Regions from separate parts of the Mus musculus genome. Here region 1 is linked to region 2. Evidence: chromatin contacts called from public Hi-C data. All regions are on one chromosome and are shown on one strand. Each heading gives the region's core, a stretch centred on a gene start, on an enhancer-like site or on the middle of the called end of the contact. The rest is flanking DNA. Distances are from core to core; before and after follow the strand shown.

The links. A called contact is a pair of places that touch in the nucleus more often than the background predicts.
Region 1: a contact with region 2 is called in a Hi-C map of cranial neural crest, with 1.7 times the contacts expected there. The contact joins two enhancer-like sites. A contact is called at or near these places in 1 of 484 Hi-C or Micro-C datasets (cranial neural crest), 3 of 115 datasets of contacts at active chromatin or transcription factors (embryonic stem cells and stem cell-derived neural progenitor cells) and 3 of 9 other capture datasets (adipose tissue, liver and pancreatic islet).

The regions. Positions count from the first base shown.
Region 1 is chr17:17,564,066-17,569,364 of GRCm38.p6, forward strand. Lnpep (leucyl/cystinyl aminopeptidase) reads right to left here. Exons shown (of 18, transcript NM_172827.3): 7 at 4,256-4,369; 8 at 2,618-2,749. Among named protein-coding and RNA genes, the nearest start is that of Lnpep, 58 kb to the right of the region's middle. Within about 2 kb of position 2,791, at least 2 of the 459 cell types and tissues checked have an H3K27ac peak or open chromatin away from gene starts, as enhancers often do.
Region 2 is chr17:17,440,426-17,445,618 of GRCm38.p6, forward strand. Lix1 (limb and CNS expressed 1) reads left to right here. Exons shown (of 6, transcript NM_025681.2): 3 at 3,223-3,363. Among named protein-coding and RNA genes, the nearest start is that of Lix1, 40 kb to the left of the region's middle. Within about 2 kb of position 1,591, at least 26 of the 459 cell types and tissues checked have an H3K27ac peak or open chromatin away from gene starts, as enhancers often do.

The DNA.
Region 1 (5,299 bases), core at 1,541-4,040, 120 kb after region 2:
GCAATGTCATAACCAAGGTCCCTGGGGAATTTCCTGGTGCCAGGTCAATCTCAGTTCTCTTACTCACCTTATCAATAATGCACCAATAGCAGTTAATATGATTAATGATCCTCTCCTGTTTGAAAGTCTTTATGCACACAGCCTTGGGATAGTGTTTCTGATTTATCTTTCCAATGACTAAAGTTTGGTGCCCTGCTATTTCAATCCTTGGGGCTGTCTTTTCCCTACCTAAATTTGCTTTCTAGTTGTTCTCTATTGGCTTTAGCCCCCTGATTTATATATACTTAGGTTTAGATACTCCACAGAAACACTGTCTAGTTTGTCTCCTGAAGAACCTGCAGAGTTTAGTGACTGGCATATTGTATTTTCAAAACTGGCTAATGAATGAACCCTCACAAAGCACCCTACATCAGTGCCTTGGTGACTATGAAGAACAAATGGAATATATCTGTTAAACACACTTCCCCAGCCATTTGTTTTTTCTTGCACAAAATACTGGAATTATGCTGTGTTCTGTTTTTCTCAGTGATGTGGGATATTCATCAAATTTCCAATTGTAAAATAAGTAGTTACCATATTGTCAGGGGTTAAGTATTTTACTGAAATCTTATAATGAGAAAGCATGAATTCTGGCGTTAGGTGGTTAATTGGTGTCAGAACTCTGTTATATCATGTCTTGAAATAGCAAATTTTTTTACCCTCTGTATAGCAACAGAAACACATTTTAGATTTTTCCTTACTGACCATTCATGTATGGGCTTTAAAAATCACCAAATAACTGGAATATAATAGTTTTCTTATCCAAAGGGGATAATTTCCAAGACCCCCTAGTAGATCACATAGCACAAAACTTTACATATGCAATGTTTTCCCCTATAATACAGTTTAATAAATGAATTAGGCATATTTAATATTAATAATTCCTAATAAGATAATTATAAGCAATATACTTACTATAATAAGTCATGTAAATGTAGTTTATTTCAAAATATTTTACTATAGTGCAGATCTTAGCAAGACAGGCCTATGATTTTCTTTCTTTATAAAGTTAAGAACTTTGACTTAGTCACCTAAAGGAACCACTTCATACCTTTGCTTTGGCAGCTACATAACTCTTGTACATTAGGAATCATTAATAAATAAAAGATAACTGACCACAAGCCCTAATTGAGCCAGTTAATCTGGGAACTGAGATGGTATTTAGTGATAATTTGAGAAGTTGCATATACAACATGGTTACACTGGAAAATTGGCTCATGCCCATGCAGGACATATTACTCAGAATGATATGTAGTTTAAAATTTACAGACTGCTTTTCTGGTCTTTCCTTTTAGTATTTTTCCTAAGATGGCTAATAATAGTTTACTGAAGCCTGAAAGAAAAACTGCAGATAAGAAAAAATTAGTGCCTCTGTATACTCACATTAAACTCCTAATTTCTTGTTAAAAGTACTATTATTTACTTCATCAGGCTTTAATCCAGACAACATTTTTGCCTCCTTCTTTATCTGTTTTACCCTGTCACTAAGTCCTTCAAGTACAAAACTCCCTTTAGTTTTAGATCTGTTTTCTTCCCATTGCTATGACCATTCATTGCAAACGTTCACTCTGCATGTCTGATTTTCAGTGTCATGTCCCATTTGTGGTCTCGGAATCAACTTTATTAACTGAATCCAATTTAAATTTTCTAAATATTAACTTTAATCAAATCATCCTTATGTTAAAAAAACATCATCGATTTCTTATGGCACTCAGGACCTGCTGTAGCTGGGCTCATGCTTTCTTTCTTACCTTCCTAAGCCTGGTTCCATCTCTGAATCCCAGACATCAGCCCTCCTGGCTCTCCTCTTCAAAGTCCATATCTGCCCTACCTTGTGCTCTTTGGCTTCTCTCTTCAACATGCATACATTTTTTGTACTATTTCAGCACACACAGCCTCTCTTGCTCATTCACATGTATTTACCTCCTAATTTTGAGCTTTTTGATAGTATGGTTTCTATCCTCACACTTAATGTATTTTCTTCGCTATCTAGCAGAGGGATTTACTATCCAAGGACTCTGACAACCAATCATAAGCTTTAGCATCACCCTTGTACAGCATCCATTCAGGTAATACCAGTACCACACTCCCTCTGTTCTCCAACCTGCTCAGAATGAAGCCAGCTTCTACTTTCCATCCACTGTCCTGGTGTCTAATGTTTCACATCCTGAAGGAGAACTGTCAATTACTAAAATAACTTTTTATGCTTAATTTTTTTTGGTGATCTTGATTGTAGAAAATACCTCAATTCTGAGTACCACAATAAAGGGCTTTGCTTAGGATGCTCTTCTAAGCACACATTCTACGGACAGATCCAGGGAGAAAACTAACTTTGAAAGATGAATTCTTACATGATCTGCTTCACTGCCTGAAAACTAGTCACACTGACTAAAAGGGAGACAGAAACACAAACGTTAAGACCAAACAGATTTACATATTTAAAATTTAAACAGTTAAAACTTCAATAGGATACCAAAGGCAACGCTTGTTCAGTCTGTAATGTGAATCACGCTGTTTGCTGACCTACAAAATAAGGTTGAAGTCTAGTAAAAGTACATTTCTTTGTGCACAGTGATACCTTAAAATAGGAGAGAGAATCAAACATTTCTTCTATTTGTTCCGAAGACTGAACAGATGATGATATTGGATGAGACGAATTCAAGGAATCTTTCCTCATGGTTTTAAATCGAGCATCTAAGAAGTCTTCATACTAGCAAAAGATAAAGCAGTAGGAAGTCATGACCGATATAAAGGCACAATTGCTACAGAATGAAAAACACCTGGGCTCACTAAGGTGCAGCATATAAACAAATGGAAGTAAATTGTATGCAGTTCCTTAAGCTTAAAACGGCACTGAGAACTGAGGCATGTGAGAATCTGCATTTCTGAAAAGAGAGCATAACTGTAAAATTGAGAATCTCTGACTATCAGAGGCAAATTCCAAATCTGAATATCCAAGATAAATATTCAACAAAGGTTAAAGTAGACTTTTAAAACAGAAATTGAAACTTAGGGCAGAAATGGGGTCCTTACCTTGATTTTCTATTAAAGTGATATATAATTCTTAGAGGTTACTTAAAAGAAAATACAACTCTTATTCTGAAAGCATTGAGAGCTCAGCCAAGAGTGTCCCTAGAATGTATATTAGAATTTAAAGTGTTCTCAGCACCCCCAAGTGGTGAGACTCTGTATTTCAATGTTTAATTAAGTAGCACACATTATTTAAACTACCTATTTCGTATCTCAACTAAAAATTACTTGCAGTCGGAATCAAGCCCTATATACAGAAATGTCAAACTAAAAACTCCCAAGAATACTTCTTATAAATACCTAAAAAATGTATGTAAGCGTCTAAGAGCAAGTCACAGAATTTTAGGGTTGAAGACAATACTATGTGGGAGACTGTCCTATAGTTTGAGAGGCACATGTTTTGTGCTTCCCTTCAGCTACCCAATAATACTTGAATTATTTCAGCAATGCCTATGAAATTATGACCTATGGTGTCTGAAAATCCTTGAGTACAGGAAGTATCTCCAGTCTCTAATGACACACTCACAGCACAATACCTCTCTTTAACAGAATGGTATTCAATCTTTGAAACAAATGCATGGTTTGTATGCAGCAATAGTAATTTATTTGTTTGGTTTTAAAAAAGATTCTATTTTATGTATATGAGTACACTGTTGCTGTCTTTAGAGACATCAGAAGAGGGCATCAGATCACATTATAGATGGTTGTGAGCCATGTGCTTAGAATTGATATCAGGACCTCTGGAAGAGCAACTAGTGCTCTTAACTGCTTAGCCATATCTCCCGCCCTTGTTTCTTTATTTAAGCAACTTATGTTACTTAAGAACTGTTGAAAGAATGCACTCAGTGACAATATAAAAAGCAGTATGAAGCCAGTCTTCATTTCATTTCTTTTTATACAAGTATTTAAGTTATTTTCCAATTTTATCTGCATTCCTTCAAACAAAAGGACCACATCTTATAAAATAAAATGTAATAGTTAAAATAATCATCCTAAAGTAAAAAATAATCATTTTAATGTTTAATGAAATACTTCAATATGCAAGAGTGGGTTTCATTGTCAAGTCTCCAGCATTACTGATTTTAACTTTTTTCAAATTATCTCAAATATGTAGAAAATATATGGTAAATACTAACTTATAATGTGGCTATTCCCTCCTCATAGGACAAAGAAACACAGTACTTACACTGTTGAGCTCTTTGAATATTTTTTCCACAGAGAAATACTCCATGAAAGTGGCAAAGCCTTCATTTAGCCACAGGTCATTCCACCACTGCATTGTAACCAGATTTCCAAACCACTGTAAGAGACAAATTCGTCACCAGCAGGACTCAGGAATTTCTTAATTGAATGGACTATCAGGCTAATTGAAGATAATCAAAATATCTTAAAACAATCTATACCCAGAATAATTAAAGTCTTATAAAAGTTATACAAACTATCCCAAAAAAGAAAGGATTTTGAAAGCTGTATAAATTGATTTTAGAAGTAAAATAAAAAGTTCAACATTTTACCTAAACTGAATGGGGGAAAAAGCAGGAAAGACTATATTTACTTATTAAAATATGTGTGAATTTTTAACATATGCTATATACAACATGTTTTATATAGGTAATGGCTTTTTTTGTTGTTTTTGTTTTTTGTTTTTCGAGACAGGGTTTCTCTGTGTAGCCCTGGCTGTCCTGGAACTCACTCTGTAGACCAGGCTGGTTTCGAACTCAGAAATCCACCTGCCTCTGCCCCTCAAGTACTGGGATTAAAGGCATGTGCCACCACCGCCTGGCTGTAATGAAAATTTTAAGCTGCTTCATTAAAGTGAAACTCCTTAGATAATGAAATTATCTGATCTAATATCAACTCTGTAAGATTACTTTCCAATTTATATATATAAAATCATCCATGACAAGTAAAGATTTTCCTATTGTCAGAGGATCTGCCTGGATTTCATGCTTTTCTTCCATTACCTGAGGTTCAAAACACATGATTCTTTCTGACTAAAATTTAAGTAACATTCCTATAGAAACCTGGCATGTATGTATGTATTCTCTCTCTCTCACACACACACACACACACCGCACAAAAGAAGTCAGAGTAATCTTTCAATGGTTTCTTATATATAGTAATAAGAAGAAGGAAAAAGGTAAGAGACCTTCCTAAATAACATATGTTCAAAATACTTTTGGGTATGAAGATATGGCTCAGCCATTAGCACTTACCCTGCAATCCTGAG
Region 2 (5,193 bases), core at 341-2,840:
CCTTACTTGATTCTTATATAGAACAGTTCCTCTACTGAGAAACTAGCATTGTTCTGTGTTCACAAAGGGGGATTTATCAGGAAGACAAGGAAGCGTCTATGCTGGCTGACTAAAAGCATAATGTCAACATATCTTACTTGAAATTTGTCATTGTTTTTCTTAAATAAGTTTCATGAAATATTGTAAGGCTCAAGACCTACAAAACCGGGTTCTGCCACTGCCAGTTAGAAGTGGGATAGGCAGAAGCAGCTGAAGAAGCATTTTTCTAAGAACGAGCCTAGGGACTTCAGAATCATCTGGAAGGCTTATTAAAATGCATATTTGGGAGCTGGGGAGTTGGGTCAGTTGATCAAGTGTTTGCTACACAAGTGTGAGGTTATGAGTTTGACCCCCAGTACCCACATATTAAAAAAAAAAGTGAGGCATAAAAACATGTACCTACCATCTCAGATCTCAGCACTGGGTCTTCAAGCTTACTACCCAGCCAATCTAATTAATTGGTCACCTCTGAGTTCAGTGGAAGATCCCATCCCAAAAAGTAAGCTGCCCAGCAAGATGTCTCAGCAGGTAAGATGATTTGCCTGATGCTGACTCTCTGGGACCTGTGGTAGAAGGAGGGAATGGACTCCCAAAATTGTCTGCTTACCTCTAGACATATTCCCCTAAAGACTGTCCTCCAGGCACATCCAATGATGCACATATGCCTGAAATCAGTACCCCCTCCCCCAGATACATACATGCATACCATTCACTATTCACTTTATTATATAAAGTTATTTTTATTAATCAGTTTGGTGCCTGGAATTAGACGTATTTAACAAGTCACCAAGTAACAGCAAAATGAGCATCAAGGGTCTTGAACTACTGGACTTGAGTTTTGGGGTAGATTCAGTGGAGATCTTCATTGGGTCATCTATGGGCTCCTGATGACCAGCAGATGACCTAAACTCCAAAATAAAATACAAAGCCAAAGGATTTGGGCTTGGGGAAATTTTCTTATCCAGTAGAATTTAGAAAGTTTAATGGAAATGGAGTGGGGTCTGCTGGCCACTCACAATGCATCTCATTTCACATGCCTAAGAAGTCCACAGCTGACTTTGCTAAAGATCATGACTGTTGAATATTCAAGCTCAGAACTTTCAGAGTGCAGAGGATGGAAGCTGTCTCTCTGTATTAGCGAATAAGAATGGGGGGGGCACATAAAGCAGTTTACAGATCTGTATTTATGATGAGGTCTGGTGGAAAAACAGTGAGAATAAACCATATGGGAAAGTCTAATTCCAGCAGGGAGCTGCTTTGAAATAACATCATACTTCACTTACCCCTATCGATGGCCCTGATAACCAGTTTGGAAAACAATAAAACACCCTGTAACTTGCCATATTTTATTTTCTTACAGTGGTCCCCACTGTTTGGTGGTGACTCTGAAAGTGCTTGTTCTTACAGGAGCATCTGGACTTTGGTTTTGACACCCCAAGCAGACTGCAAATGAGCTAAATTGCTTGCCCAAGTACAAGTTCTTATGGGGGAAAGGCCCTCCTTAAAGCTCTCAAAACCAAAACAGGCGGCAGTTACTGGCTTGGATTTGTAGTTTCAGAAGAAAGCAGCTGGCTAACATTAAAGACATTCTGAGGAACTTGTCTTTCAGAAATACAAAGGACAATAGGGAGAAAAGTTCTTGGATGGCTCTGAGCTGGTTTTATGTGCTTATTAACAGGCACACTTTCTCCCCATTGGGAGGGAAAAGCAAGCAAGCAAGCAAACAAAAAAACCCAACAGTACACTGAAATAATAAAACAAGTGACGGCAGGTGTCTGATTTCACATCTTGATATTAGCTGAGTCCCCCACCTTCTTTTTTCATGCTTCCCTGGTAAAGGCTCTGTCTACGGCCTGCCTGCCTGCCTGCCTGCCTGCCTGACTCTACTTTGATCTGTGAAGCAGTGCCATACTGCTGTAAATGTACATGCGTCCTTTGATCTAGTACTTAGTTGCTCTACTTAAATAGATAGCTTCTTTTAACTATGTAGTGTTCTCTCTCTCTCTCTCTCTCTCTCTCTCTCTCTCTCTCACACACACACACACACACACATACACACAAAGTTGGCTTAAACTACTATTATTTAGACAGAAAAGTATTTCTTAAGATTGCTCTGATCTGACTTTTATTTCCTAAATTTTAAAATCCTAAAGATCTGTTGTAGATTTTGTAAAGCCAAACTTATATTAAAACGAGTTGCTGTTACAAATGTTGTGTAATATTGGCAAAACCCTTGCTTTTTTAATGGGAAACTAGTTTGTCAAAGAATAATAAACATAACATTGTTTTGCCTATACATTGGCAAAAATGCTCATATCAGGGTCTGAGCATAATAGCCAATTATCCTTATGAATTTTAGCCCATGCTTAATATACTTTCATATTGCTGGCTCACAATACCATAAAAGTGTATAGGAATGGTACTTTTTAACAATAAGAAGTATATATATTTATTCTTGAAAGAACTTCTTACACATTTTATTAGGTGTTTTATTGGTTTGTTACTGACTAGCCTATACTTCAGTCTGTTATCCATTCAGTATATCATAATAGGGCAGGGATGCAAAGAAATTACATCACAATTATGTAATAGGGGAGAGACACAAAGAAAAATGTGTAATAATCAAGGCATGAAGGTAGGAGACAGCAGGGAATGACCAGCAAACAATTATACTCAAATATGGTCGGGGCCTGCAGCCTGGCTTGAAAGTGGTAGGCCAAAATTCCCAAAGACGCAGCATTTAAGCATCACTGAAGGACAACCTGACTCAAATCTTATGGCCCTTTATATTTCTGGCCAAGTTTATAGCACAAAATAAAACCATATATGCAGAAACTCTCTGATCTAAGTATTCTAACCCTTGGGAGATATCTAAAGTTTGAAAGATTTGCTGCCTCATGCTCTACCAAAAGCCTTCTTGCTTATATGTGGGTGTGTTAGATCTCTTGTGTTGGATGAGAGTTTCTGCATATCAACTAATCAATTTCAGATTCAACCCTACTATTATGTTACTAAGAAGGACATCACACACAGAGAATAATTAACTAGTTCAAAGGCTTATACAGTTAAGAGCTGAACACCAACAGTCTGAGTCCAGAACCCATATAAATGGATACGTGGAAATGCAGTGTTGGAATTGTGAGATGCTGACTTCTTTAACACTCCCTCTCCTTCCTTCTCAAGTGCTGCTTAAGTAGAGCTGAGGCCAGGCGGGATGCTGCTAAAGTGGCGCTCATCAACTCTCTCTTCAATGAGCTACCCTCCCGAAGGATCACCAAGGAGTTCATCATGGAGAGTGTTCAGGAAGCAGTAGCCTCCACCAGGGTGAGTACCGAGGGGGCGGGGGAAGGGCAAGAAAGATGTGGCCTCTGTGATAACATGGGGACATTTGAATCTTGGGAAATACTAAAGTAAGCAAATTTCTCATTTCAACAATGTGGAGGTTAGATTTTGTCCAGTGACTTACTAACATTTAGCAAAATAAACCTTAGGTTGAAACTCATGAAGGTGGAGCTAGCTGCTCATTGTGCATTTTGCCAATACTCTTGACAAGCCAGGATCAAAAACGATCAAGATTCGGGGTGAGGAATGTCACATGATTACACTGATTCCAATGGTCCAAGAATGTAGGCAATGGAAGAAAGATTTATAATCGAATGACAAACCAGTTCTAATTTTCCCCAAATTGAACTAATCATGCTAATTATGTGAAGTCCCTACTGTAAATGCTAATTTCCCAGCTAGCATGCAGGTTTGCAATTTATAGTACTAAAATACTGTGGGCTGCTTAGACAGCTCTATGTGTTAGAATAATCATGGTTCCTAGGTGTTCACCTTCTCCGGTAAGTGTTGAAAGTTTCTGTGACAGGTACAATTAAATGCTTTGAGAGAAAAAAAAAATGACATAACAAAATGGGTCTTAGAAATTTAAATAGGGAACTCTCTCAGCCATCTATGGCTGGATATTTACGTGTTCAGTAAATGGTGGAGAGTTCCTGCCCACTATCTCCACTTGTAAGCCACAGAGGAAACCTGAGCCCCACCTACAGCAGATGTTTTTCTGTGTGTGCTCAAGGGCAGGAGCTTGAACTATAGAAGAACAAACTTTGTCACCTTTCTCATTCTCCCTTTATCTCCTCTTCTCCACTCACCCCTACCCCTCACCCTTCCACCCCCTCCTCTCTCAGACAGGGTCTTACAACTTAGTCCTGGCTGTCCTCGAACTCACTATGTAGACTAGTCTGGCCTGGACCTCACAGGAATCTGCCTGCTACTGCCTCCTGAGGGCTGGAATTAAAGGCCATTGTGTGACCACATCCCCCACTCCCTTTTGTTGCCTTGAATTGACAGACTCTGTTTTTACAGGGCAGCTGCTGCCCTGCCAAAGGAGATGATCAGACTATTAGGGACTCTTTCCCCTTATGAAGTGCTCTTATCACTTAGAGGAGAGATGGGCCTGCAGGACAGTAGGGCTGGTAGGCTGGCTGGGAGAAAGTGGAGAGTTCTGCACTCTATCTGGTCTGAAGAGAAAAGGAAGCCTTTATTTTCTGACCCTGTAAATTTCAAGTGCCTTTGAGGAAGAGAAGTTAGGAAAATGATGCCTGATTTATATACACGTGGAATTTACTTAGGAACAGGAAAGGGCTCTCAATGTAAATGCAATTTGTCATTTTTCATGGAAATTTCTAAAGAGCAAGAATATATATGGCTTGCAGACCTCTGGATGGATTTCCCCTAGGATTTCTAAAAGGCCAACATAAATATTTCAGAAGCACTGTGTTAATGTTATTGCATGCAAAGCTATACATTTACTGCTGTCTGACGCTGACAGTTGTTTGTTCAGTCTCAGAACCTTGCTATCGCCCACCATCCTGGGACTCGAAGGCCATGGGGTAGAGGGAGACCTCAGAAGGAGGTCTGAATGCCATTTCAGAGAGCTTGTGTTTGCTGCTTGGTGCCGTTCCCTACAAGAAAGCTGAAAACGAACTTCATTTCTACCTGTCGCCTACCTTGATTCTTAAATATTAAGTGGTCTGAGTATAAAAAATATAAACCAACAGACGCCCAACAGTAGCGTATTATGAAAAGTTTCCTTTAAGAGACATGCGGGAAGAAAGGAAGGGGCCATACAACTGCACTTAAGTTCTATTGTAG